Linked DNA regions of Danio rerio: region 1 is linked to region 2. Evidence: chromatin contacts called from public Micro-C data. All regions are on one chromosome and are shown on one strand. The core of a region is the stretch at or near the end of the contact, and the rest is flanking DNA. Distances in the headings are between cores, read along the strand shown. Region 1 holds the start of safb (scaffold attachment factor B). Region 2 holds the start of hsh2d (hematopoietic SH2 domain containing).

Region 1 (6,911 bases), core at 3,106-5,605, 130 kb before region 2:
GTCACTGGGGTGGTACCGTACTGGCACTGGGGTGGTGCCTTTTCAAAAGGTACACATTTGTATTTAAAGCGTCCTACTTTTTAGGTAGTAATATGTACCCTTCAGGTAATAATATGGACATAATTCAAAAGGTACCAGGTTTACAACACTTTTGTGTTCAACGGTGAAAAGGAATCACAGAAAGGTTTGAAACCACTTTAGGTGAGTATATTTCCATTTTTCGGTCAACTATCACTTTAAAGCAGGGATTACCAAACTCGGTCCTGTTGGGTCGGTGTCCTGCAGAGTTTAGTTCCAACTCCAAGTAGACACACCTGAACTAGCTATAATTGAGGGCTGTTTCTCAATTTCAAGAACAAAGAGAATGAACTTGAATTTTTGTGAAGGCCGGTATTGGCAGTTCACCTCAGAAGATTGAACTCGAGCTACCACGAGAACACTGAACGCGTCCTGTGAGAAATGAGATGCTGCGTTCATCCTGTTGGTCACGTGACCTTTTAAAATTATTTAAACATTAAAGCAATCATACAATAAGTTTTTGTTTTTTCCCTTTTTCAGTTTACAAATATACTTTGCACAATACAAATAAAATGAATTTCAGCAAGTAAACACCCTTAATGTGTTTTTGCATCTATTAAGATTTTCATGGTAATGTTTTATTTCACCATCTCATTTAGGAAACTTCTGAGATAAATAAGTTATATCTCTGAACTGTAATAATAAGTTTATATAATATGCTGTGCTTCCCACCTCCTTTATTCAGCCGCAATAACTTCTAGGACTTCTAGAGACTTCTTATTTTAAGAATTATTATCCGGGAAAATTACTTTCAACCAGCCAAAGTGGCTAGTGGAAGTGTCTATCTTACCTGCCACTGCTGAAATCAACCCGCATTTGGCAGGTTGGTCTGGTGTTAATGTTAAGCCTGGATCTCGATGACAATTTCCTATAGCTAAGTTTCTCTAACCACATGGTGCAAAACCCTCTTTGAAAATTAAAATGAAAAACAGCAAGTGTGACTGTACAATCTTACAAAGTATTTGTCCATTGCAGACATGGGAAGGTGTGAAATCACTCGTGGTCGGCAGGCTCTGGAGCTCCGTAGTAATCTATCAGAGCGGCGTGCTTTGACAGACAAAATTCAGGCTCCAGCATGCCAAATCGCAGCATCAACACGGAATTTACAGTGGGCCATTGCACATGGTATGACCTGTTTATAATAAAAAAACATTTGGTTTATGTACTTCAGAAAACTTAAATGGCTTTAATGAAATCAAACGAAAAATGTATTTTGTGTAAATCCTACCAGTCCTCCCAGAGAGCCGCTGTCTTCAGTTTGAATGTGGTGTCACGGTGCAGCTCGGTTTTGCTGCAGAGTTTTCCAATATCATGATAATCTACACTCAGATATTGGAGACTCCAACAGACATTGTGTCCTGCTCTGCTCAGCTTTCTGATTTTACTGAGGTGAATTTTATTCTTGTAGATCTGCAAAAAAGGTATTGATTTAATCCATGAAAATATAACATGAATATGTATCAATGATTGGTTTTAAAGGAAACTTGTTCCCTTGCAATGTCAAACATGCAGATATTATTTTGGATTAAGTTTTGACAATATTTTTAAGGGCCCTGAAGTTGACCTGAAGCGCAGCAATCAGGAGAGTCTCCACGAGGCTGAAAGCTTCCTGCTGACCATAGATGATCTACTGCCTCTGAAACAACCTCAGCTCTTCACTCGTATTAGTGCCCTGCAGAGACTCAAGGTATAGTGACTCTTGTTTGTATATGCACAGTATATACAGTTGAAGTTAGAATTATTAGCCTCCCTCTTTATTTTTTTCACAATTTCTATTTAATGGAGGGAAGAATTTTTTAACCTAATAGTTTTAATGACTCATTTCTAATAACTGATTTATTTTATCTTTGCCATGATGACAGTAAATAATATTTGACTAGATATTTTTCAAGACACTTCTATACAGCTTAAAGTGACATTTAAAGGCGTAACTAGGTTAATTAGGTTAACTAGGCAGGATAGGGTAGTTAGGCAAGTTATTGTATAATGATGGTTTGTTCTGCAGACTATCAAATAAAAAATAGCTTAAAGTGGCTAATAATTTTTTATTTATTTATTAAAAACTGCTTTTACTCTAGCCAGAATAAAACAAATAAGACTTTCTCCAGAAGAAAAAATATTATCAGACATACTGTGAAAATTTCCTTGCTCTGTTAAACATCATTTTGGAAATATTTAAAAAAGAAAACAAAATTCAAAGAGGGGCTAATAATTCTGACTTCAACTGTATACTATGCATATGTATGTGTTATTTATCATATATTACTTGATTTTCCCATGCAGAAAGAACTCTCCTTTACTGTGTGTCTACACTACAAGTATGGTAATCTGGATGAAGAGCTCCTGGAAGAGAAAAGGATCACTGTGGGAAAACCTCTAGTGTCCAAACTCAATCTCCACGAGCCACGGCTCTTTCACAGTTCCTCCTCTGATCAACAAATGTCCAGTTTTTTGGACTCTTCATCCTTCAGCGAAAGCTTCAGAGCTAACCTGCCTGACCTAAAACAAAATTTCATTGGTTCTGCATCTACATCCTTGCCCAACTATCGGGTACCAATGGAATCATTTGCATGCTTTGGTTTGAAGAACGAACCGGAGGAAACATTATGTCCAGAGTTTCTTGAGTCTGAAGAACCTCCCGCCATTAAGAGTTTACCCAGTGCTTCTTCTGAGGAACTGCCATTTAAATTTAGCAACTTTCAAAATTCCATTTAGCAGTAAAGTGTTACCCGAGATCTATTACAAACTGTGAATGTGTTGCAGTATCATTTTGTTGTATTCCCGCACCTTCCTTATGTTACACAGACATGATGAGAATGTAATGTGTATGTGCTGTTAATATTTACATTATGGTATTATTGAAAAGTCAACCAACCAGTGCATTAAATTATATAGTTATATATTTGTTTTTTAAGTACACAATAGCTTTTTTTCTTCTGTTGTAACAGCTAATGTATCACAAAAATAACTTATGCAACATTTCTAGGAATAAAATAAAATACAAGAACAAAATGCAATGTTTAGGAATAAGTATAAGAAATGTATTTAAAAGAAAATATAAAATATACTGGCAGATGATTCACAAATCCTGACAAATTATCTTTAGTGTGCTTTATTTAAATATCCCCAAAAAATCTTATTAATTTTTTTTTATAAATGCCAAGGTTAAATAACTTGTAATTCCCTCTTTAAAACAAAGGTGCCAGGAATAAAAAATTTTGGCACTTCAGATAAACTTTTTAGGTTCCTTTGAGCCCTATCATGCAGAGCACTTCAGTAATGTAAAGAACTTGGCTGAGAAGGTTGCAAGAATGTAAAACGTTCTTAGTGAAATGACTTATTCCAGTAAGGAACCTTTATTTAAAAGGCAAAATATTATATTGAGCTCCCACTATAAGACATGTTTATGGCATGGGTGACCGTAATCCACCCGTTAACCTTGCACAAAAATCTATAACTTCAACAATTATGTTATTTTTAACAATTCTTGGCCAAAAATGGCACAACTATTTTTTTAGTACCTCAAATAACATTTTTAGGTTCCTTTTAAGGTCTGTCATGCAGAACACTTTAGTAATGTAAAGAACTTAGATGAAAAGGTTGCGAGGATGTAAAAGTTTCTTAGTGAAATTACTTATTCCAGTAAGGAACTATTGAGCTCCCACTAACACACAGGTGTCAAACTCAGTTCCGAAAGGGCCGCAGCTCTGCACAGTTAGTTCCAACCCTAATTAAATACAGTAATTGAGTCCTTCAGGCTTGTTTGAAACCTACTGGTAAGTGTGTTGGAGCAGGGTTGGAACTAAACTGTGCAGGGCTTCGGCCCTCCAGGAATTGAGTTTGACACCCCTGCACTAACACATATGCTTATGGCAGGAGTGACCGAAATCCATCCATTCACCAATCCTGCACATTAATCTCAAACTTTAAATCACGAAATATGTTATTTTTAAGAATTTTCGACCTGAAACATTAAAACTAACCTTTCATTTTACATCTCCCACAACATTTATTCATTCGTTTTCTTTTCGGTTTAGTTCCTTTATTAATCTGGGGTCGCCACAGCGGAGTGAACCGCAAACTTATCCAGCATGCAATAGGTTTTAGGCAGCGGATGCCCTTGCAGCTGCAACCCAGAAACATCTCCCACATTATCTGTAAATCTTTCGACGTCTTTTTTTGTAAATTCTTCGACGTTCCCGCCCAACCACGACTATGATGACGCTTTTGCGCATGCGCTTAACATCCAATGGCAGACGCATGCGCGTGACTGCTGGTCGACGCCATTTTGTTTCAAGTGAGAAACGCTGTTCATCACGCTCTGTGCACAAAAATCTGGTGAGTGTGTGCGGATAGAAGGAGATTTGTGATAATTCTTTCACCGTTGCAGTCTCACTGGCTGAAAACATGTCAGACACTTCGACGGGAGATGTGGGGTCTGTAGAGCCTGGCGTTCGTAAAATATCCGAGCTGAGAGTCATCGATTTGAAGGCCGAGCTGAAGCGCCGAAACCTCGACATCAGCGGCAATAAAAGCCTGCTTTCAGAGAGACTTAAAAAGGTAACAGAACCACGGAATCATATGTTATCCTAATAATCTCGCACCTTTATATACTTCAGAGTGAATGAGATTTGAGTTAACGTTGTGGGGTCAGTGTTTACTGCAGTAGCGTTACATGTGTTGCCATTTCCCTGTTTTTTATATCTCCTCTTTACTAATACAATAGTTTGTTTTGTTAACGTATTGTATATGTTAACGTACACTCTTTTTTGCTAATCACAGCTGTTTACATTAGTCGTTTTAGAAACCCCACCTAGCTTTGCAGAATATTTTGATTTCAAGATGTCTTACGTAATGTACATTGAATGAAGTGTGGGGTTTCATTGCACAACAATAAAGGGGTTGTTATGCAGAAACTATAGATAAGTATCAATAATGCTTGTGTTTGACTACATCACACTTTCGTTTTCAGGCAATTGAAGAAGAGGGGGGAAATCCAGATGAGATTGTTGTACATCTTGACATAACTCCTAAGAAAACACCACGTCGAACTCCAAAAGGTAAAATTGATCCGTACTGTTTTATTAAGATCAGAAAACGGAAGGATAAAAGGGATAACGTTACAGCAATACCTCTTTTATCAGTACTTTAATTTTTTGTGTTTGCAGATATATTGTATTCACATTTTAGTTTGTGGTTTTAAAACTGTTTGCTAGAAAAAAAATATAAGAATGTTTAGTTTGTCTAATGAGTAATATATTTACAGACGTCCTTAGTCACACATCTCCATTTTGTAATCTGTTTATTCCATGTCTGTTTCTTTTCTGTTTGTGCATGATGTGTACAAGTGCATTTTAGTACCAGTGCATAAGCATGGTATTGTGCTCTTTGCTGAACAGGCTAAGCCTCTGTCTTTGCATAATGTTACAACAAGCGCATTTGAAGAGTTTAGATGCAAAAACCTCTTAAAGCCATTTGATATTTTCTTCTAAAATGAGCATTTTTCTCTGACTCCTTTGTGTAGGCTCAGTTATTTTACTTTTATAGTGACATATACGTCATTTACATTGCCTTTAAAGTGAAACAACTGAACATAAACATAGGAGGCTGACAAAAATGGTCATTTCAGATGACAGGTAGAGTTTTTTTTGCATTCGAACTCTTCATTTAGACTTAAAGTCCATTCTGCATTGACCAATTCTCTCATTAAAAAAAAAAAAAACTAGACTAAATTTTGATGAGTAATCATGGGCTGGTATAAAATTTTGCCTGTATGATAACCTTGGATAAAAAATACAGTTTTATAGTATTGTGATTACTGCTCTAAATATATTCTTTTAAAATGTCCGGGTTAAAAACAAAACTTTTTTTGCGCTTTGAACACAATATATTTCATTTTGCAAAACTTTTAAAATATTTTATCCCAGTAAACATGTCAGGCTAAATGAATCATTGCCTTCTGCTGCCTTAAAAACAACGACACCATTTGAAACATTTTCTGCTGGAGATACTGTTGTTCTAAAAAAATTAACAAAACATTATAAAAACCTAAATTGTACAAACAGTGTAACAGAGAGAAATTTTGGCGGCTTTAAGACCTTGACTTTTCCAAAACATAGTACACCTTGAAAACGCTTATCGACCCATGCCTACTAAGGAGCATGTTGTAATTTCACAGAATGGGTCCAAAGTTTACTTCATTCAGGAAAGTTAAGTTCAAGTTCTTTTTCTCTCTGATGGGGAAGTGTTATATCCAATAGGAGCATAAGTGCATGTTTACTAAGGGCAAAAAACTAAATTATGTGGTTTGAAATAATTTTTATTTGTTTCTTTCTATAGGAAAGAGACAAGATGACCATGATGGACCTGAAGACTCCACACTTGAGGAGGACTCTGTTGATGGCCAGGTGTTTTTTTTTTTTTTTTTTGTTATTAATTTGATGCTGGATTTACATAATGACTTTTTATATATATATATATATATATATATATATATATATATATATATATATATATATATATATATATATATATATATATTATTTGTTCGCATTAGGGATGTAATTGATCACGATTGATCTGTAATTCGTACAGATCACAACCCATGGTTCTGGAACACGTGGCCTGCAGATTAATACATTTTATTTACTGGTAGATTATTCTTAAATTTGTAACGATCACAGAAAGATCACTTTTCGCGTCTTTCAAATCACATGTATGAAAGCATTTAGGCTTTCCTGTAAAATATAATGATGATGGAAGAAGTTGTGGTAGGTTATTTGGGATGTGGTGTTTTTTGTCACTACTTGTTTAGCCTGTATCAGTGCATTCAG
Region 2 (6,996 bases), core at 1,079-3,578:
CTAAAATAACTGTATGTGGTCAAAATCCCACAGTTACAGTGTTTCTTTTTCTATAAAGATTTCTAATTTATTTAATAAATAGATTAAAATGTGTTGCATATCTCAAAAAATGTACTCTATATACACAATGTAATATTTTTCTGCTTTAATATACGGTTTTCTGATGTCCACAAAGGTGAGGTTACATTTTAGATGTCTGATTTCACACTAAGATAATAAATAGACAAAGAGTTCAGATGCCATCTAGAATTTTCTTCTACAATGAGCATTTTTTCTCTGCCTCTTATGTATATGAGCAATTCCATGCAAAAGTCAACCTTGCCATGAAAAAAAAGTTTTCACTAAAATATGGAAACCATTTGGATTTTTTTGTTTAAGCAAGCATTTTACAGAACTTTAGAAATACTCCAAAATGTATCTGTCAATGTTTTCAAACTTATATATTTAATTCACCAAATTTGCACAAGTGACAATTTCACATTTGTCACATGACATCAAATGTCACAACAACACTTTTTCTTCATAAATGCAAAAATATTTAATTAAATAAAATCAATCATTTTTGTTCTATAGTGACCCGACTCAACCTTTTGATTATCATTAATTCATTTGGGTTATTCAGTTTAATTTACAGAATTTCTACAAAGTATGTTGTATACTGTCAACTCGCATACTTTTTTGGTCACGTCCATAACGCACCTTTATTTTCCTCATTTAAAGTACAAAACATGATTACAGATTGATATTTTTCTGGTACCTTAAATCAGTGGTCAGTTGTTCTGGAAAATATAAACAGATTTTTCAATATATTGTTAATATATACTTTCTATGTGAATATATGTTTTGAGTTTTTACTGCAAATGTCACATCCATAATAATGGAATTGCTCTTATGTTCATTTATTTCATGTTAAAATCAATGAAAATGACCTATTCTTTGCCGTAAAAGTGAAATTACTAAATTAAGAAATACGTCTGAGAAAAATGCTAATTTTAGAAGAAAATTCCAGATGGCACTTTGAGGTTTATCCATCTGAACTCTTCATATATTATGTTACTAATCCTAACATTTTAAAGATTATTTAATTGTACCCATAAATTTCATGCTTATCTAATGTTATTACTGACACACTGACTTGTCAGCACAAGTAAAGTGAATGTTTACTTTTCTTTTTTTAACACATACATGGTTGTGGATGAAGAACACTAAGAAGTGCACTAAACTGCTTGTAAAAATAGTGTGTATAGCCTAAAATGAGCGTCTGACTAATGATTTTCGTTTTTGCTTTTAGAAAAATTATCTTCTGCAAAAGAAGAAAACCTGGGAATGCACCAAGTGCTGGATCAAACACTTCAGGAGCTGAACAGCTTATAAAGCAAGACGATGAGAGAAAACGACGTCCATCTTAAAACATTCCACAAATACTCTCCTTCATTCCAACTCGCAAACTATTGAGCCCTATTTTCTCACAGAATAATAATTTAATTTTTGGTCTGAGGTATTTCTTTTATGCTTTTTCTTTTCTCGACTTGGCTCGACAACTTTCAAAAATTAGCCAAACGATGAGGTGCTATATCTGAGTTTTCCTGTTTTAAGTAACTTAATAAATGTCATACCTCATGGGAAAGTGAACATTCATGTGCTCGAGCAAAAAAAAAAATCACTTGAAGTTGTGCTATTGTGTATTCTGAAGAACCGAAGAAGTTATGAAGGCGTTTGAAGCGCAGTTTGGCGTTTTTCATAATTACAACATGCGCGCCATCTACTGGTCAACATGCTGCATTGCAGTTCATTACTCCATTGATAATGCACCATGGTATGTATACATTTATATTAAAGTACCAGGTTAACTTTGTGGAGCCAACACAAAATGAAGACCAAACAAAGACCAAAGAAATATTAGCTATTCCTGAAACTTTTTTTGTGAATTTTCTTTTTTTTCCCCTGTCAAATGAGTATTTCAAAATGCCTCAAAAGTTTCTTTTTCCACTTTCTGTGTAATAAATTTTTATAAAAAGTCTGTTCGTGAGGTAAATGTTTGATTATTGTCCAGAACCATCTACAGTGCTGAATTGCTGATTTAATATGCTTGCTTAGCTGTTTGAGCAAAACATCTCACACAAAAAAGTACTTACAGTAAGTGTTAGCAATAATATGACACAAAAACGAAGCATTTCTTTGACAGTAATCCTCCAGACCTGTCAGAATCTCCGAAAACCGCCAGACCAACAAGAAAAAAATGGGACGAACTGGCTTATGAATATTCATTACTTTCCGTGACGTTCGTCGAGCAGACTTACCTGATTTGCCTGCAGGTTCAGCTAATTAGACTTTGACCAGACCTTCCAGGAAGGTGAAAGTAACGTAAATACTACTCACTGTATTATCATACGTCAAATTTTCCCGCGAACAAATCAACTGTCAACGTTTGTAAACTGGATATGTTTTCAGCTGAAACCGAAGAATGATTTGGAGTACATTGCTGTAATTATTTATAGTTTAAATGTATGTGTCGATTACTTTAATTAAACCACACCCATACAACAGTTTTAACAGGTGAGGTCACGTCAACTGCTGTCACAATACCGTGCGTTGTTCCTCGGCAGGTGAGTGCATTATAAACATGACATTTTTGATGCGTTATTGTTAATGTCAGACGTATAAAACATGTATTAGGCTATCCACAGCGGGTCACTTATCCAGGGCTGAAACTGAATTATGTAAAGAATTTTAGAAGTTGAAATTGTGAGGATAGTAAAACTACGTGTGAATTATGTTGATTTAACGGTTAACATTTGTCATTTTGTCATACTTACGGTTACGGTTAGTGTTGTTGACTTCTTTAATATAACATAGATTTTGGTCTGTTTTAATTAATTAATGTTTTTGTGAGTATATAGGCCTATATATATATATATATATATATATATATATATATATATATATATATATATATATATATATATATATATATAGTATATATAGGCCCTATATATAATATAATGTCAAATTTAGTGTATATATATATATATATATATAAATATATATATATATATATATATATATATATATATATATATATATATATATATATATATACACTAAATTTGACATTAACAAAATCACTCTCTCATGTTCATGCATTGCTACTCAATCTGGCCAAAACCCATACAATCACCAACAATAAATCTCAATAAAACGTTGAACTTTTATTTTAAACCGTAATTTTTTACTCTATTTATCATAATGGTTTAATTGTTTTCCATACAATAACATTTGTTTAAACGTTCTCTGTGTATTTACTGCTGAGGACACTGATCTGGACAGATTGTTGTGCATAGATTTAGTTTATTATAGTTTTTAAAACTTTAAAAACATTTGTTCGTTTTTTTTCATTTTAAAGAAAGTTTATATTGGAAAACAAGTGAATGGATACAAGTAGAGCTTGCTTGTTTTTACACAATATTTAAAAAAATTTGCTAAGAAAAAAATCTAAAATATAAAAAAAATGTTATTGTTGTATTATTAAATGTATTTATTTATTTATGTATTTATTTTGGATAGGGAAAAATATTTTTCATAGCCCATAATGAGTCTAAAGTTTTAAAAAATGTCTTAAAAAGTCTTAAATTTAACTCTGTGAAACCTGCAGAAACCCCTTTTTCGGATAAAGCATCTGCCAAATGATTCAATGTAAATTTAATGTAAATTTAGATACAAACACAAACTGACCTTTATACATACAAATTACACATTATTTCATCCAATTATTTGTGTGTTTATAGGACACACTTGATGTCATGGCCGTTCCTTTGCCAAATGACAGCAGTAATGCAGCATTTAGCTGGTTTACAGAATACCAGCGCAGCTGCATTTTGGAGAATGGAATTGTTCCTGAATGGTTTCATGGCATCATATCCAGGAAGTAATGGACTTATGTTACAAAAATATGCAAACATGACTTTGAATTGTTCAAAAATGCTCGAAATGTGTCATGTCATGACGATGTCATCTACCTGAAAATCAGGTTTCTGATATCCAGTCCGATAAAATAATTTTGTGTTTTAGAGCTGCAGAGGAAATGCTGATGTGCAAGCCGGCTGGTTACTTCCTTATTCGTGTTAGCGAAAGCAGAGTGGGTTATACATTATCTTATCGGTAAGTGTGTGTGTGTGTGTGTGAATATGGCCATTGTTGCCAGTTATTAATTTTGACTATAAGGAAGTCGCAAAACATCTAAACACAAATGAGTCCATTAGACCTAACAGCGGACCTGTTAATCTTCTTTTTTTAGAGCTGAAGATCGATGCCGACACTTTATGATCAACGTATTGCCAGATAACCAGTTTATGATAGTGGGAGAAAAGACGGTGTATTGTTCCCTTCATGACTTGGTGGCTTTCCATCGCAGATGCCCTATTCTCCCCTACAATGAATTGCTCACTGTGGCCTGTGAACAGGTATAGATTTACACTTAAATGCTAGCATATTGTTGCCCTGTACGTTGCAAACAATTTGGTTATGGCTATTCATTATAATTCCCTTGATAGACACAGATCAGTCTAGTTAGAAATAGGGGTGCCCAAACTCAGTCATGGAGGGCCGCTGTCCTGCATAGTTTAGCTCCAACTTCCTTCAACACACCTGCCTGAAAGTTTCTAGTATACCTAGAAAGAGCTTGATTAGCTGGTTCAGGTGTCTAATTGGGGTTGGACCTAAACTCTGCAGAACACCGGCCTCCCCAGGACTGAGTTTGGGCACCCCTCAGATGCTAATCACCTGCTAAACAAGAACATAAAACTAGTATGAAAATATTTTTTCCCTTTTAATATGTAATTTAAACTGTTCTTTGTAAAAGATTTAAAATACTTTTCTTATTTTTGTAGAACTAATAGTGCATATTAATTATGCATTAAAACATTATGCACAACATATTTGTATAACACATTTCTCACATTCATCGAAAAATTATTAAAAGATTATATACATTATATGATAATAATTATAGTATAATGTAAAAAAGATTTGTTTAGTTTATATTAAATAAAAGCAGGGCGACGCAGTGTTGCAGTGGGTAGCACGTTCGCCTCACAGCAAGAACGTCGCAGGGTCGCTGGTTCGAACCTCGGCTCAGTTGTCGTTTCTGTGTGGAGTATGCATGTTCTCCCTGCGTTTGCGTGGGTTTCCTCCGGGTGTTTCGGTTTCCCCCACAGTCCAAAAACATGCGGTACAGGTGAATTGGGTTGGCTGAATTGTCCGCAGTGTATGAGTGTGTGTGTGTGAGTGAGTGTATGTGAATGTTTCCCAGAGATGGGTTGCGGCTGGAAGGGCATCCGCTGCGTAAAAACTTGCTGGATAAGTTGGCGGTTTAATCCGCTGTGGCGGATCTAAGCCGACAAGAAAATGAATGAATGAATAAATAAAAGCAGATTTCTGCAGAAGAAAAAATATTATAGGAAATCATTTAATCCGTTAAAGTTGTTTGTATTATAGCTGTAATGTAGAGCTATAAAAATACAGCCTTAGTGTCCTATAAAATTTATACATCACACATTTAAAAACAATTTGAAGTAAAAGTTTTGTACACTTTTGCATTCTCACATAGCATGCAATTTCTGTTTAAAACATCAGACACACTAAGAGTGGACGGAAACCATGAATCGTAATCTTAGTATATGTGTGTTGATTTGAACTAAAGTTTTTCTCCTTTGTGTTTCAGGGCGGCAAAACTAACTATGTTGAGCTGTTATTTCCTCAAAAGAAAGATGTAAGCCATAGGCAGGTTGAATGGATAAGTTCTTCAACAGCAACAAATACGCTTCAATCAAATATCTCTGAAGAAAACCAGACTTCACAGCTTCAAAACAATTCTACAAGTCATCCTGGGAGACTATATCCCAGCTTGGAGACAGAAGTGAGCGCTTTGAATATACAGAGCACGGTAATATTACATCAACAGACATTATATGTATATAATTTATTACCTGTAAATGTTTGATTCTGATTGGCTAATGAACATTCTAAGGTGTGCAGTTATTTTCAGATACATGCGCAGCTAAAGTAGTTCTGCATTAAGCCTGGTTTATACTTCTCCGTTGAGTGATCAGCGTGACCGACGGCGCATGCCTTGCGCTTTACCGTGCATTTATACTTCTGCGGGCTGTTCGTGTTCCTCTGCTATAATACTTCTGTAACACTAGCTGACAGTAGGTGTTTATGTTACTGTGTCGAGTTTCTTCGTTAGTGTTTTGTTTTTTCTGAACGCTTCCTTAATGTACAAGTGGCTCAAACTCACTCATTTTGAGGCAGGAACCGGTGGACTTGCAACAACTTTAACCATGAGGTAAACTCAAAACTTTTTATCTGGAGCTCCTTCACGGGACTCGACACTTGTAAACACTCACTCCAATGGACTCGCGTGGCTCTTGCTTGACGCAGAAGTATAAATCAGTCTTTACAGTTTCATATCACTATCAAAGAGCATAGAATCACCAAGAGGCGAGACTCTAGTGTGATTTGTGAAACAGCCACTAGATGCCTCAAGCGTCACGCAGCGGCCATTTTGGAATGAAAACTCCAATAGAACAAAAGCATATTATAAGTCTGTAAAATAAAATATTAAAAGTGCCGATGATTGTGATAGTAAGTGCTGTATTGTCGTCTTTTAGGTTGTATCCCAGCTTTAATGCACTTTTTAAATAAATAAATAAAAAGCAAAGCAACTGCTTGCCATTGCGACAGCAATAAGATCCAATGGACAACCGATCACTTTCATTCCAAAATGGCGGAATCGCGGGGATGTTGCTGGGCGCTGCTGTTGCAATGAAACGTTCTATTGAGTGTCAGTTCTTGGCAATTTGTCACTATGCTGAATATGACTGTCAAAAATCTAAACAAAACAAAATGCTTTGGATGAGATGCGTAAGAAACTAGTCCTACATACAGGAGCATTTTGTGGACAAAAACCAAACAAATATAACATCGGAACAATGTCTA

What was found. A called contact is a pair of places that touch in the nucleus more often than the background predicts.
Region 1: a contact with region 2 is called in a Micro-C map of caudal fin, with 4 times the contacts expected there. The contact joins the promoter of safb here to the promoter of hsh2d in region 2. A contact is called at or near these places in 2 of 18 Hi-C or Micro-C datasets (caudal fin and hematopoietic stem cells) and 1 of 4 datasets of contacts at active chromatin or transcription factors (embryo).

Annotation. Positions count from the first base shown.
Region 1 is chr22:15,421,369-15,428,279 of GRCz12tu, reverse strand. It overlaps safb (scaffold attachment factor B), which reads left to right and starts at 4,355. Exons shown (of 21, transcript NM_214683.1): 1 at 4,355-4,638; 2 at 5,051-5,138; 3 at 6,418-6,485. The coding sequence starts at 4,486. It overlaps malt2 (MALT paracaspase 2), which reads left to right. Exons shown (of 17, transcript NM_152976.1): 14 at 1,054-1,203; 15 at 1,310-1,467; 16 at 1,628-1,765; 17 at 2,362-2,978. The coding sequence ends at 2,793. LOC141380095 (a long non-coding RNA gene) reads right to left here and starts at 1,210. Exons shown (of 2, transcript XR_012397518.1): 1 at 1,034-1,210.
Region 2 is chr22:15,289,327-15,296,322 of GRCz12tu, reverse strand. hsh2d (hematopoietic SH2 domain containing) reads left to right here and starts at 2,328. Exons shown (of 6, transcript NM_001017541.2): 1 at 2,328-2,606; 2 at 3,786-3,925; 3 at 4,069-4,158; 4 at 4,295-4,460; 5 at 5,720-5,941. The coding sequence starts at 3,801. It also overlaps a transcript of tpm4a not described here.